Linked DNA regions of Mus musculus: all the other regions are linked to region 1. A link is a contact called in public HiChIP or PLAC-seq data. All regions are on one chromosome and are shown on one strand. The core of a region is the stretch at or near the end of the contact, and the rest is flanking DNA. Distances in the headings are between cores, read along the strand shown. Region 1 overlaps Dot1l (DOT1-like, histone H3 methyltransferase (S. cerevisiae)). Region 2 overlaps Ndufs7 (NADH:ubiquinone oxidoreductase core subunit S7). Region 3 has its middle 14 kb from the start of Gm40716.

Region 1 (3,344 bases), core at 526-3,025:
ATGTAGACCCCTTTGAGCTTATCCTTGATCAAGGGACCTGTCCTGGGATTCTCTGTGAGGCTCCTGCCTCTCTTGCCCTTGTACAGGCAATGCTTTGTTTGGCTGTTGGTCACCCTGCATGTGATCTGAGCAGTTGATGGTTATCAGTTGAGGCAAGTTCAGGAGGGTTTGGAACAGCCTTCCACACCTTTGCTGTAATGGTATTTGATGGCCACAGAAGAGTGTTTTGTTTGTTTTTCCACACAGGTTCTCTCCATGTTTTCCTGACTGTCTTGGAATTTACTTTTTAGACCAAGCTGGCCTTGAACTTCTGTCTCTGCCTCCCGAGTGCTTGGATTATGAAGGGGTGCACCACCATGCCCTGCCTGCTGCTTCCTTACTCCCCTCCCCTCCCCTCCCCTGCCTGCCCTCCCTCCCTCCCTCCCTCTTTCTTTCTTTCTTTCTTTCTTTCTTTCTTTCTTTCTTTCTTTCACAGGGCCCCTCTCTCTCTGTAGTCTTGGTTGGCCTTGAACTCACAGAGATCCACCTTCCTCTGTCTCTGCTGTGACTAAAGGCATATGTGCCACTGCCCCATACCACTTGAGTGTTGCTTTGTAGAAGAAATTAGCTGCTGTGGTTTGTTGATGAGTATAGGCAAGCCTGGTGCAGTGGCACAAATGTGTGATCTCAGCAGCACTCAGGAGGCCAGGGCAGGATTAGGCATTTCAGGGTATCTATAGTGATCATTCTGTTCACAAATTCAAAAAGCACTGAAGTCGCTCAGCAGGTGAGGCACTTAGCAGTGAATTCCTAGTGCTGCACCAGATGTGGGCTGTCCCTGTACAAAGAGACCAGCATTTCTCATGAACGCAGGCTCCTGGGGCTGTGCCCAGCATAGTCCCTTCATTCCCAGGTGCCTGCATGCCTGTCCCTTTCCTAGGAACACAGCTGGAAGAATCTGCTCCTCTTAGTTTGTAAGCTCAGGACTGAGTGGGCATAGTAGGCCCAACAAAACTCAAGAGTGTGTCCTGGTCCTCAGTAAGTGGGGAAGCCCTAAGAACCCTACAAGATAATCAATCAATCAATCAATCCCAACATTTGGGAGGTAGAGACAGGAGTTGTGCTACCTGCATGTTTGTCTGCACCATGTCCATGCAGTGCCTATGGAGGCCAGAAGAAGGCATCATATCCACTGGAGCTGGAGTGATAGGCTGTTGTGAGCCACCATGTGGTTGCTGGGAATTGAACCTGGATTATCTGCTAGAGCTTCTAGTGCTCTAACCACCTAGCTGCCTTTCCAGCTGCACAGCATTTCTAAGATCTTTCTGAGCTGTGACAACCACCTGGGTTGAGTGCCCAGTAAGTTACTAGAGAGTAGCCCAGGCATGGGTATCACATGCTATATAGGCCCTCTTTCCAGCAGTGTTGGAGTATATTCTCACTCTGTTCTTCCCAGTCTCCAAAGCAAGTCAGGCTGATATCCCAGGCCCTGGGTGCTCAGGGGTGACCTCGGGACAAGGTTGATCTTGAAGAGACTGGGTACACTGGGTATTCACATCTGGTAGACACACATGAAAGTGTGTTTGTGTGTGTCTGCCTGCCTGCCTGGGCATACATTCATGCACACATTCTCTGGTACCTTTGTTGTTATACAGTGAGAAAGAAGAGGTGAAGCATTGGGTTGTGGTAACAACACATCTGCCCCGCTGCTGAGTGTCTTCTCTGGGGAGACCTATGTGTAGTCATTGCTTCACCCCAGACAGGGCACCAACCACAAACCACAGAATTGATCCCATAGCTTAGGAGAACTGTGAGTTCACTGGGGTTACTTATTGAGTGTGGGTGACTCAAAGGCAGCTTGGGGTTCCTTCCACCAGCTGCCTGGTTTAGACTTCTTTCCTTAGCATGTGTGAATCATGGACATTACATGCACTTCCTCAGCTCAAACTTAATGGCCTTTCCTATCATGAACACCTCGTGACCCCTATTTAAGTGTGCTCATCTCCAGACAACCACAGCAGAAGACTGTCTAGAGACTTAGGGTTGTGGGGCACACTGTGGGAGCCCATATTAGTGTTCAAGGGCTACTTGACTTCCTTCTCATCTGTGTGTAGTTTGTGGCTGTGCTGGACACAGCACTGAGTCCTCTGTGCAGGTAGGGTGATGGCCAGGACTCAGGCAGAGTGAAGAGCCTGGGCTCTGGAGGCCCTAGCCATGGTGTTTGTGTGTCCAGTTCTCATGAGGCAAGCCTACAGCCTTCATCATTCTACAGTTGCCTTCATTACCCTACAGTCCACTTCTCCAGTGGAGCTGGGCCTGTGCAAACCAGTGGGCAGTGGATGTGAAGGGCAGGAAGCTCATAGGGTGACTGGCCAACCCAGGGAAGCCGGAGTGCTGCGTCTTCTGTTTCCTTGTTCTTTTCCCCTCTAGTCGTTTTCTGTTAGTAGTTGGCATCCTTATGCTTCATCTTACAGTCGACTTGAGAGCTGGCCCTGAATGGTCGTGCTGGGGCAAGGCTTTATTTCAGGCGTAGCACACATGGTGGCCAATGGGACTCTGTAGGATCTGCCCACACCCATCAGGTGTGCAGGGAGACAGAGCTGAGTCAGGCTCCAGCTCTGGGGAATATGTTGAGTCACCACCTCTGTAGGGTGGTTGTGCATCATAGAACAAGAGGACTTTGGGGTGTCACTGTGGTTGTTGGGTCCAACTGTGCATCTTTTCTCTTTCAGGACAAGCACCATGATGCTGCTCATGAGATTATTGAGACTATCCGGTGAGTACTGTATGGGATGAGCACTGGGCTCGGAGCTTCCTCCCAAGGTTCCCAGCACCCCCGCTGCACTGTCCTCACTGGGACCTCTGGGAAGTGTGGCAGGAGGAGCCCTGGCAGAGGCATCTCTCCATGACCCTTGTCTGGGAAAACCTCAGTTGTTTGTTTCCCCTGCCATGGTGGGGATGGAGCCAGCTCACATATGTGCAGCCTCTGAGCTGCTTGCTACCTCCTGTGAGATGGGACTTGGGACGTCTCTGTGTCCCCCATCTTCCCTTCACTAGTCCCCACCTTTGGATTGGAGAAAGATGGGAGTTTGTAAGGACTATGAGTAGGACCTCCTTCCTGTGACACCAGCAGACACATGGTGCCAGGGCAGCTGCCTGTTGGGATGGATCTGCAGCCTTTTTTCTGAAGCATCCTGTGGTTCCTGTAATAGTGGACATAGATTACTGGGGAAAGCCCTGGCAGACCATAGAGACTGGACTCATAGATTGCCATTCAATGCCACAGGTGGAGGCAGTGGAAGCAGTGGGACTTACAAGCCAGCCGGGGCCGTAAAGAGGCCAGTTAAGTTGGGTATAGTGCTAGC
Region 2 (3,344 bases), core at 285-2,784, 510 kb before region 1:
TGAGACATGGGAGATAGAGGGAAAGGTGACTTACAAGGGAAGTTAGGTAAGAGGGAGAGTGTGTTGGAGCCCTCCAGGGTAGGATTGGGACTAGAACCTGGACCCCTCCTGGGGACTAAACTGTTAGGCTCAGGGTTCTGTGTTTCTCTCTCTAGCTCCTGGCCTGCTCTCTGTACGGATCCTGGGTCTGCGGTGAGTGTGTCGCCTGTCTGTCACAAGGCTAGATCTAGCTGGGTGTCAGTGAACAGCATGAAGCTGCAGGGCTTGGAGCTGGGAGGGTCCCCCAGCAGTGGCTAGTGAAGAGAATGTTCGGTTTAGTGGGGGGTTAGTGGTACGTCCAGGTGTCCTCACATGGTATGCAGGGATTGTCTGGGAAGGCAGTGGCCAAGGCAGAATAGTATTGTCCACAAGCTTGGGGCCCTCGTAGGAAATGCACTGCCTGTCCCAACAAGGTGTTCTGTGAGCCTGCCAGCTGGACCTCCACAGGCTGGCTGCCTTGTGACAGGGCTGTGAAGGTCACCAGCCCAGGGGAGCTACCAGCTGTCTCCTGGGCTTAAAGCACAGCATCTCAATACCATCTTTGCTAGGACATTTGTCAACCTTTTGACCAGTCGGTAGTTTTTAGAAGCAAAGAGGCTCTACTTATGTCAGAGTTGTCACCAAGGACAGTAGCAGCATTGTCCCTATGAAAGGGCAGGGCAGCCTGGAGATGAGCAGGGGGCCAGGGGTGGGCAGGGAGGCCACCTGTGCTATGTGGGGATGGTGGTGGTGAGAAGGAACTGCTGACTGTGTCCTGGCGGCCTCTCAGCATCGCCCCTGTTTGCATCTCCAGCACAGCACAGGTCCAGCTGCGCAGAGTTCATCAGAGTGTAGCCACTGAGGGCCCGAGCCCGAGCCCAAGCCCGAGCCTGAGCAGGTAATCCATGCTCTGAGAAGGGTCTGCATGCTATCTTCTAGGGCTTTGAGTCTTTTTTTTTAATCTTTGTTTTGTTTTGTGTTTTAAAGATTTATCTATTTATTATATGTAAGTACGCTGTAACTGTCTCCAGACACACCAGAAGAGGGAGTCAGATCTCATACAGATGGCTGTGAGACACCATGTGGTTGCTGGGATTTGAACCCAGGACCTTTGGAAGAGCAGTCTGTGCTCTTAACCACTGACTCCTCCCATAGGGCTTTGATTCTTGATTGTTGCCTGCACTCCACCCCAACATGTGGCCCTGGCCCCTCAAGTCTTACCTCCCTAGTGTGGCTGCTTCTCCTTTCTCTGTTGATCAGGCCTAGTGTAGGCCTTGTGGACCTCAGGGATGATGTGGTTCTGTCCTGGGACCCTGTCTATCCCTCCCCATGGGTCCCAGGTCAGGGACCCTGGGGACACCTGGCTAACTGTCCCCTGTGCTCACCTGCTCTGCCCTTAGCACACAGTCTGCTGTGTCCAAGGCTGGAGCTGGAGCCGTGGTCCCCAAGCTCTCTCATCTTCCCCGAAGCCGGGCTGAGTATGTGGTGACCAAGCTGGATGACCTCATCAACTGGGCACGCCGGGTAAGTCCTCGTGTCAAACCCACCCTTCTCAGGGCTTCCTCCCACTCAGGGTGGCCTGGATGCTTCAGCAGTCCACATATTTGTTTAGTGTATTGTGTGTATGTGTATGTGTATGTGTGTGTGTGTGTGTGTGTGTGTGTGTGTGTGTGTGTGTGTGTATGTATACACACACGCGCATACGTATGCATGCTTATGCAACATCATGTGGACATGGAAGTCAGGGGATAACCTGCAGGATTCGAGGATTCGGCTCCCTCTTTCCAACACATGGGTTCCAGGATCTGACTCAGGTCGTCAGGCTTGGTGGCAAGTGCCTTTACTCCTTGAGCCAGCTCAACAACTGATAAAAAGGGCCTTTTATTTACTTATTGTTTTGCATTGAATTTGTTTGCCTTGGAACTTCCTGTGTAAATCAGAAGATTTACAGAGCTCTGCCTGCCTGCTGAGCTGAGCTGAAAGCAGCCACTCTGCCGTCTTTAAGCTCCTCTCATGGCAGAGGCTGGTGAGCTGCAAGCCCTCTGCAAAGCACAGGGATGGCATCCTCTCCATGCCTGTCCTCAGTTGTCCCTCTCAATGCGTGCTCATGTCTAGGACACAGTTGCTGGGCAGCTGTGCCTGGTTCCCGTGCCTGGATGTGACAACCCCTGTCTGACAATTGTCCATTGACAGGCATGCCCCTGGACCTGCCTTAGTCTCCTGGGCAGTGCCTAAGGCTCTGGTGGGTACCCTACTGGAGCCTGAAGCTGCTAGGACAAGGTGCCCACTGCGGAGACCAGACATAGGTGCATCCATGAGGAGCGTAAGCACCCGTGGACAGAGAACATTGAGGGAGGCAAGTCAGTCCCAGGAGATTCCTGAGGGACAGTTGAGCCAATCCAAGGACATCAAGAGGGGTTATTCATGATGGCCAGAGCAGCAGCTAGGCCTGGGTGCTACCTAGAGTCCTAGGCCTAGGGCAACCTCTGGCATCAGGTGCCTGCCAAGCACTCAGTGTCACTGTGCCCACGAGGTGGAGAGACAATGCCTGCACAGGGCTGACTGTCTGTGTTCTGCCAGAGCTCCCTGTGGCCTATGACCTTCGGCCTGGCGTGCTGTGCCGTGGAGATGATGCACATGGCTGCGCCGCGCTATGACATGGACCGCTTCGGTGTGGTGTTCCGTGCCAGTCCGCGCCAGGCTGATGTGATGATTGTAGCTGGCACGCTTACCAACAAGATGGCCCCCGCGCTCCGAAAGGTACATCTGGGCCCCTTGGCCCCTTCTACTGCCTTGCCACCTGCAGTTATCTGACCTGTGTGTCTTGTAGGTGTACGACCAGATGCCCGAACCCCGCTATGTGGTGTCCATGGGGAGGTGAGTGTGTGCTCAGACGCCTAGGGGTGCAGGGCCCACCCCCAGCTGGCACCTTCCTCCCAGCTCTGCTCTGTAGACAGGAAAAGCTCCAGGCAGCCCAAGGCTCCTCCTCCGTGCTCTCCTCTCCCTCTCCTCAGTCTTTCTCTTCAGCTGCAGTAACTTGTTCATCCTATAGTAAATGCATGCATGGAGCCTGAGTCCCTGGGTTCCTGTGCCTGCCAGGCGAATGCGCACATCCTCGACCCAACAGCTTGGGTCTTTTCTTGCAGTGGAGGCTGTAGGGGAGACCCCTTTAAATCCTGGTACCCACACAGGGGCCCACAACTGCCTGTGACACTAGCTCCAGACAATCCAATCTTTAAAAAACAAAACAAAACTGGGTGTGGTGACCAACTCTGAGGCCAAGGCAGTCTGATCTCGGAGTTCAAGGTCAGCTTGAACTAAGCCTG
Region 3 (3,344 bases), core at 398-2,897, 300 kb before region 1:
ATGGCAGGCACTCACCACATGTGCAGCTGGTGCCAGGTGTGGATCAGGGTCTTCCTGCTCGAAAGGCAAGCCTTCGCCTCCTGCCTTCACCTCTGCTGAGCCTCCACCCACCCTCCCTTTGCTTTTTTTTTTTTTTTTTTTTGAGACACTGTTTTTCTGTGTAGTCCTGGTTGTCCTGGAACTCACTCTGTAGACCAGGCTGGCCTTGAACTCACAGAGATCCACCTGCCTCTGCCTCCCAAGTGCTGGGACTAAAGGTGTGCACCACCATGTCCAGCAAGCCTCTTATTTTTAAAAATATATTATTGATGTTGTTTGACCCAGGACCTAACTCTGTAGCTCAGACTGGCCTCTATCTCTGAGACTGCCCTGCCTCAGCCTCTGAGTACTGAGATAACAGGGCGCACGGTTGCACCTGGTGCTAATGGTGGGGAAGGGGTTTGTAGTTACTCAGTTCAGAGATCTCATTTACAAAATAATCCAGACGTGCCACGTGGTGTATAGCAGGTTCTCTTCTGAGCTGGGCCCAACAAACAAGCTGACTCAGCATTCTAGACCTGGAGACACCGGTCTCCTTCACTTTTAACCCTTGGACCCTCTTCAGGGACATGGGTCTGTTATACAAAGATGTGGGAAGGCCTGGACTAGGGTCAGTGCAGTCGGTGTATGCCAAACTAGCAGCCTCCTGCCAAGGCACAGGGCATGGGGACTGTCCCCTTTCACATGACTGAACATGAAGCTTGACCAGGGCAAGCTAGGTAGGCTTGGGATCCAGTTCTGTCTGGTTCTGAGGACTGAGCTTGCCCTAGACAGACCCAGGGTAAGTCCCAGGCTTTCAAGTCCCAGGACAAACATATCCCACTGGGAGCTGCATTCCTCTATCCCTACATCCTGTCAGAGTGGAGTCTCTGAGGCTTCTTTTGGGTGATCAGAGAGGTTGGGGTAGAGACTGGGAGCAACCCAGCATGCTGACAGGGCTGTGTTCTCTGAGTGGTGGCAATTCCCAGAGGATCACAGATCACAGAGACAGAAATATCCGCAGGTGGGGAGAACCTGAGGCCAGTGCTGCGTGGCCCGTCCCAGTGGTACTCCACCTCGGCCACAGCAGATCAGTAGCTGGTCAGGCAAATGTGCTGTGGCCAGATCAACTGCAGGCTGCCCACACAGGGTGTCTGGCTTCTGAGAGTTCTGGAAGGTTCTCCCGGCTTCTCCCTCCCTCCCCCCTTCACTGTGTATCTTTCTGGCTCATTTTTTCCCCTCTTTCCTGTCTTTTGTTGTTTTGGTTTGCAGAGGCATGGGCTCACTCTGTAGCCCAGAATGGCCTTGGAACTCACAGCAATTCCCCTGCATTAGCCTTCCAAATACTGAGGTTTCAGGTATTCAGCACTGCTCAGGGACCAGCCGAGTCTGTCTTCTTCCTTGTGCTTCTTGGACCCTGAAGGAGAAGCTGAGATCTCTAGAAAATTCCTCCCGAGGGCTGAGGCTCAGGAGGTGAGGGACCCCCCTGGCAGGCAGGAAGCCCCGAAGCTGAGGGAAATGAAGGCCCCTGTGGTAGGGGTTCTTCCGGGTTCGCATCCATGAAGACCCATCTGTTACCTCATGGTCTTGGCTTCCCGGGAATCCCTGCTCTGTGGTTTTGGCTGCACCAGTCTGTGGTCTGAGGAACCCACAGTGAAGTAGATGGCCATCTAGAGAGACCGGGGCTAACAGGAGACTCTGCCTGGAGCGAGGGGTGAGGCTCTATAGAACTGCTGATAGAACAGTGTGTCCAGGGGGATCCTTTGGACTGAACCCCAATGTATCTCATTGAGCAAAACCCATGAGGCCAGAGAGTCCAGTCAAAGCCCCAAGGGGCACGCTTGCAAGTAAGTGCTGTCTCCGTTTGATTTTATTTTGTGAGAATGTTCATGTGAATGGAAGCCAGAGGTGATGTCATGAGTGTTTCTGTTGCTCCTAGTTTTGAGTTTTTTACTATAAAAATTACATTTATTTATTGTGTTTTGTGTGTGTGTGTGTGTGTGTGTGTGTGTGTGTGTGTGAGAGAGAGAGAGAGAGAGAGAGAGAGATGAAAGGGTAGTTTGCCCATGGTTGGTGCTCTCCTTCAGTCTTGGAGTCTTGGGGATTGAACTCAGGTGGCCAGGATTGGCTGCAAGCCCCTGCTGTGCCCTCTTGCCACCCCTTCCTTGCTTTTGAAGACATAATGCTTCACTGAAGCTGGGGATCCCATGAGGTTGAGCTGTCTGGTGGGTGCTCAGCATGAGGCCTGGAACCCAGGTCTTCACCATGGTGACTGACACCTTGTCTGTCCTTTGAGCCCTCACCCCTCTCAGATACACTCACGCAGCCTCCAGTTTGCCATCCCCCATCACAAGTCACCAGGGCACTTGCTGACAAACCACCCTGAGTACATCTGAAAAATAGATTTGCTTTTATTTTTGATTTTTTAAGGGGTTAGTCACATAGGGCAGTCTGGAACCAACCAGGCTAGACCCCAACTCACAGCCACTGTCCTGCCTCCACCTCCCAAGTGGCTAGAATTACAGGCACGTTGTAGCCCTCCAAGCCCAGATTTTGTTTTTGAGACAGCGCTAACCCTGTAGTTCAGTCTATCCTAGAATACAAGATCTTCCTGCATCAGCCTTCAAATGCTGAGGTGACAGGTGTGTGCTCCACACGTGACTGAAAATGTCTGTTTTAAAGCAACATAGAGCTTGAACTTGCTTGCAGTGAAATATCAGGTTGGATCCTTGGTTCCAAAAAGCAGAGCTCCTACTAGTGGGGTGACAGACTCTGCTGCTCTGTGACAGCCATCACATCGGGGCCCATTTCTGCTTATCACAGGCACTTGGAGCCTCCAGAGCACATGGCAGAGGACCTAGGGTCTCTTCCCATCATCCTCAGTGGAGGTCAGGGGTAAAATAATCTGGGTCGATTGTTTCACAGACATAGACAGAAATATGAGGAAAAGTGGATGGATGGATGGATGGATAGATGGATGGATGGATGGATGGATGGATAGGTGGATAGATGAGTGGGTGGATGGGTAGATGGATGGGTGGGTAGGTGGATAGATGGGTCGGTGGTGGAGGGCAGAAAGGTAGGAGATGGATAGAATCCCTCTATTGTCTTCACAACTCTTTTTTAAAGTATATTATTGTGAAATAAAAAGTGTGTGTGTGTGTGTGTGTGTGTGTGTGTGTGTGTGTGTAACAGTTTTGATAAAGGACTGTTTCTCAGTATGGAAAGAACACTTAAGATCAGTAGGACTGGAATATTTGTGGCTCAGCAGTGGAATGCTCCATACTGAAATATAACACATAGAACTCGATATCATAGAAGAAATT

What was found. HiChIP or PLAC-seq counts read pairs in DNA pulled down with a chosen protein or histone mark.
Region 2: a contact with region 1 is called in a FOXA1 HiChIP or PLAC-seq map of pancreatic cancer cells. The contact joins two enhancer-like sites. A contact is called at or near these places in 2 of 39 promoter capture datasets (neural stem cells and pre-B cells), 1 of 484 Hi-C or Micro-C datasets (B cells), 2 of 115 datasets of contacts at active chromatin or transcription factors (memory CD8 T cells and pancreatic cancer cells) and 2 of 9 other capture datasets (adipose tissue and pancreatic islet).
Region 3: a contact with region 1 is called in an HNF4G HiChIP or PLAC-seq map of pancreatic cancer cells. The contact joins two enhancer-like sites. A contact is called at or near these places in 3 of 39 promoter capture datasets (liver and pre-B cells), 1 of 484 Hi-C or Micro-C datasets (the G1E-ER4 cell line) and 2 of 115 datasets of contacts at active chromatin or transcription factors (microglia and pancreatic cancer cells).

What each region holds. Positions count from the first base shown.
Region 1 is chr10:80,761,891-80,765,234 of GRCm38.p6, forward strand. Dot1l (DOT1-like, histone H3 methyltransferase (S. cerevisiae)) reads left to right here. Exons shown (of 28, transcript NM_199322.2): 2 at 2,712-2,755. Among named protein-coding and RNA genes, the nearest start is that of Dot1l, 8.4 kb to the left of the region's middle. Within about 2 kb of position 1,776, at least 72 of the 459 cell types and tissues checked have an H3K27ac peak or open chromatin away from gene starts, as enhancers often do. A contact at or near this core is called in pancreatic cancer cells, where this site is marked.
Region 2 is chr10:80,252,242-80,255,585 of GRCm38.p6, forward strand. Ndufs7 (NADH:ubiquinone oxidoreductase core subunit S7) reads left to right here. Exons shown (of 8, transcript NM_029272.4): 2 at 156-192; 3 at 833-916; 4 at 1,419-1,542; 5 at 2,599-2,778; 6 at 2,849-2,895. Among named protein-coding and RNA genes, the nearest start is that of Ndufs7, 4.5 kb to the left of the region's middle. Within about 2 kb of position 1,535, at least 14 of the 459 cell types and tissues checked have an H3K27ac peak or open chromatin away from gene starts, as enhancers often do. A contact at or near this core is called in pancreatic cancer cells, where this site is marked.
Region 3 is chr10:80,459,909-80,463,252 of GRCm38.p6, forward strand. No RefSeq gene overlaps it. Among named protein-coding and RNA genes, the nearest start is that of Gm40716, 14 kb to the right of the region's middle. Within about 2 kb of position 1,648, at least 11 of the 459 cell types and tissues checked have an H3K27ac peak or open chromatin away from gene starts, as enhancers often do. A contact at or near this core is called in pancreatic cancer cells, where this site is marked.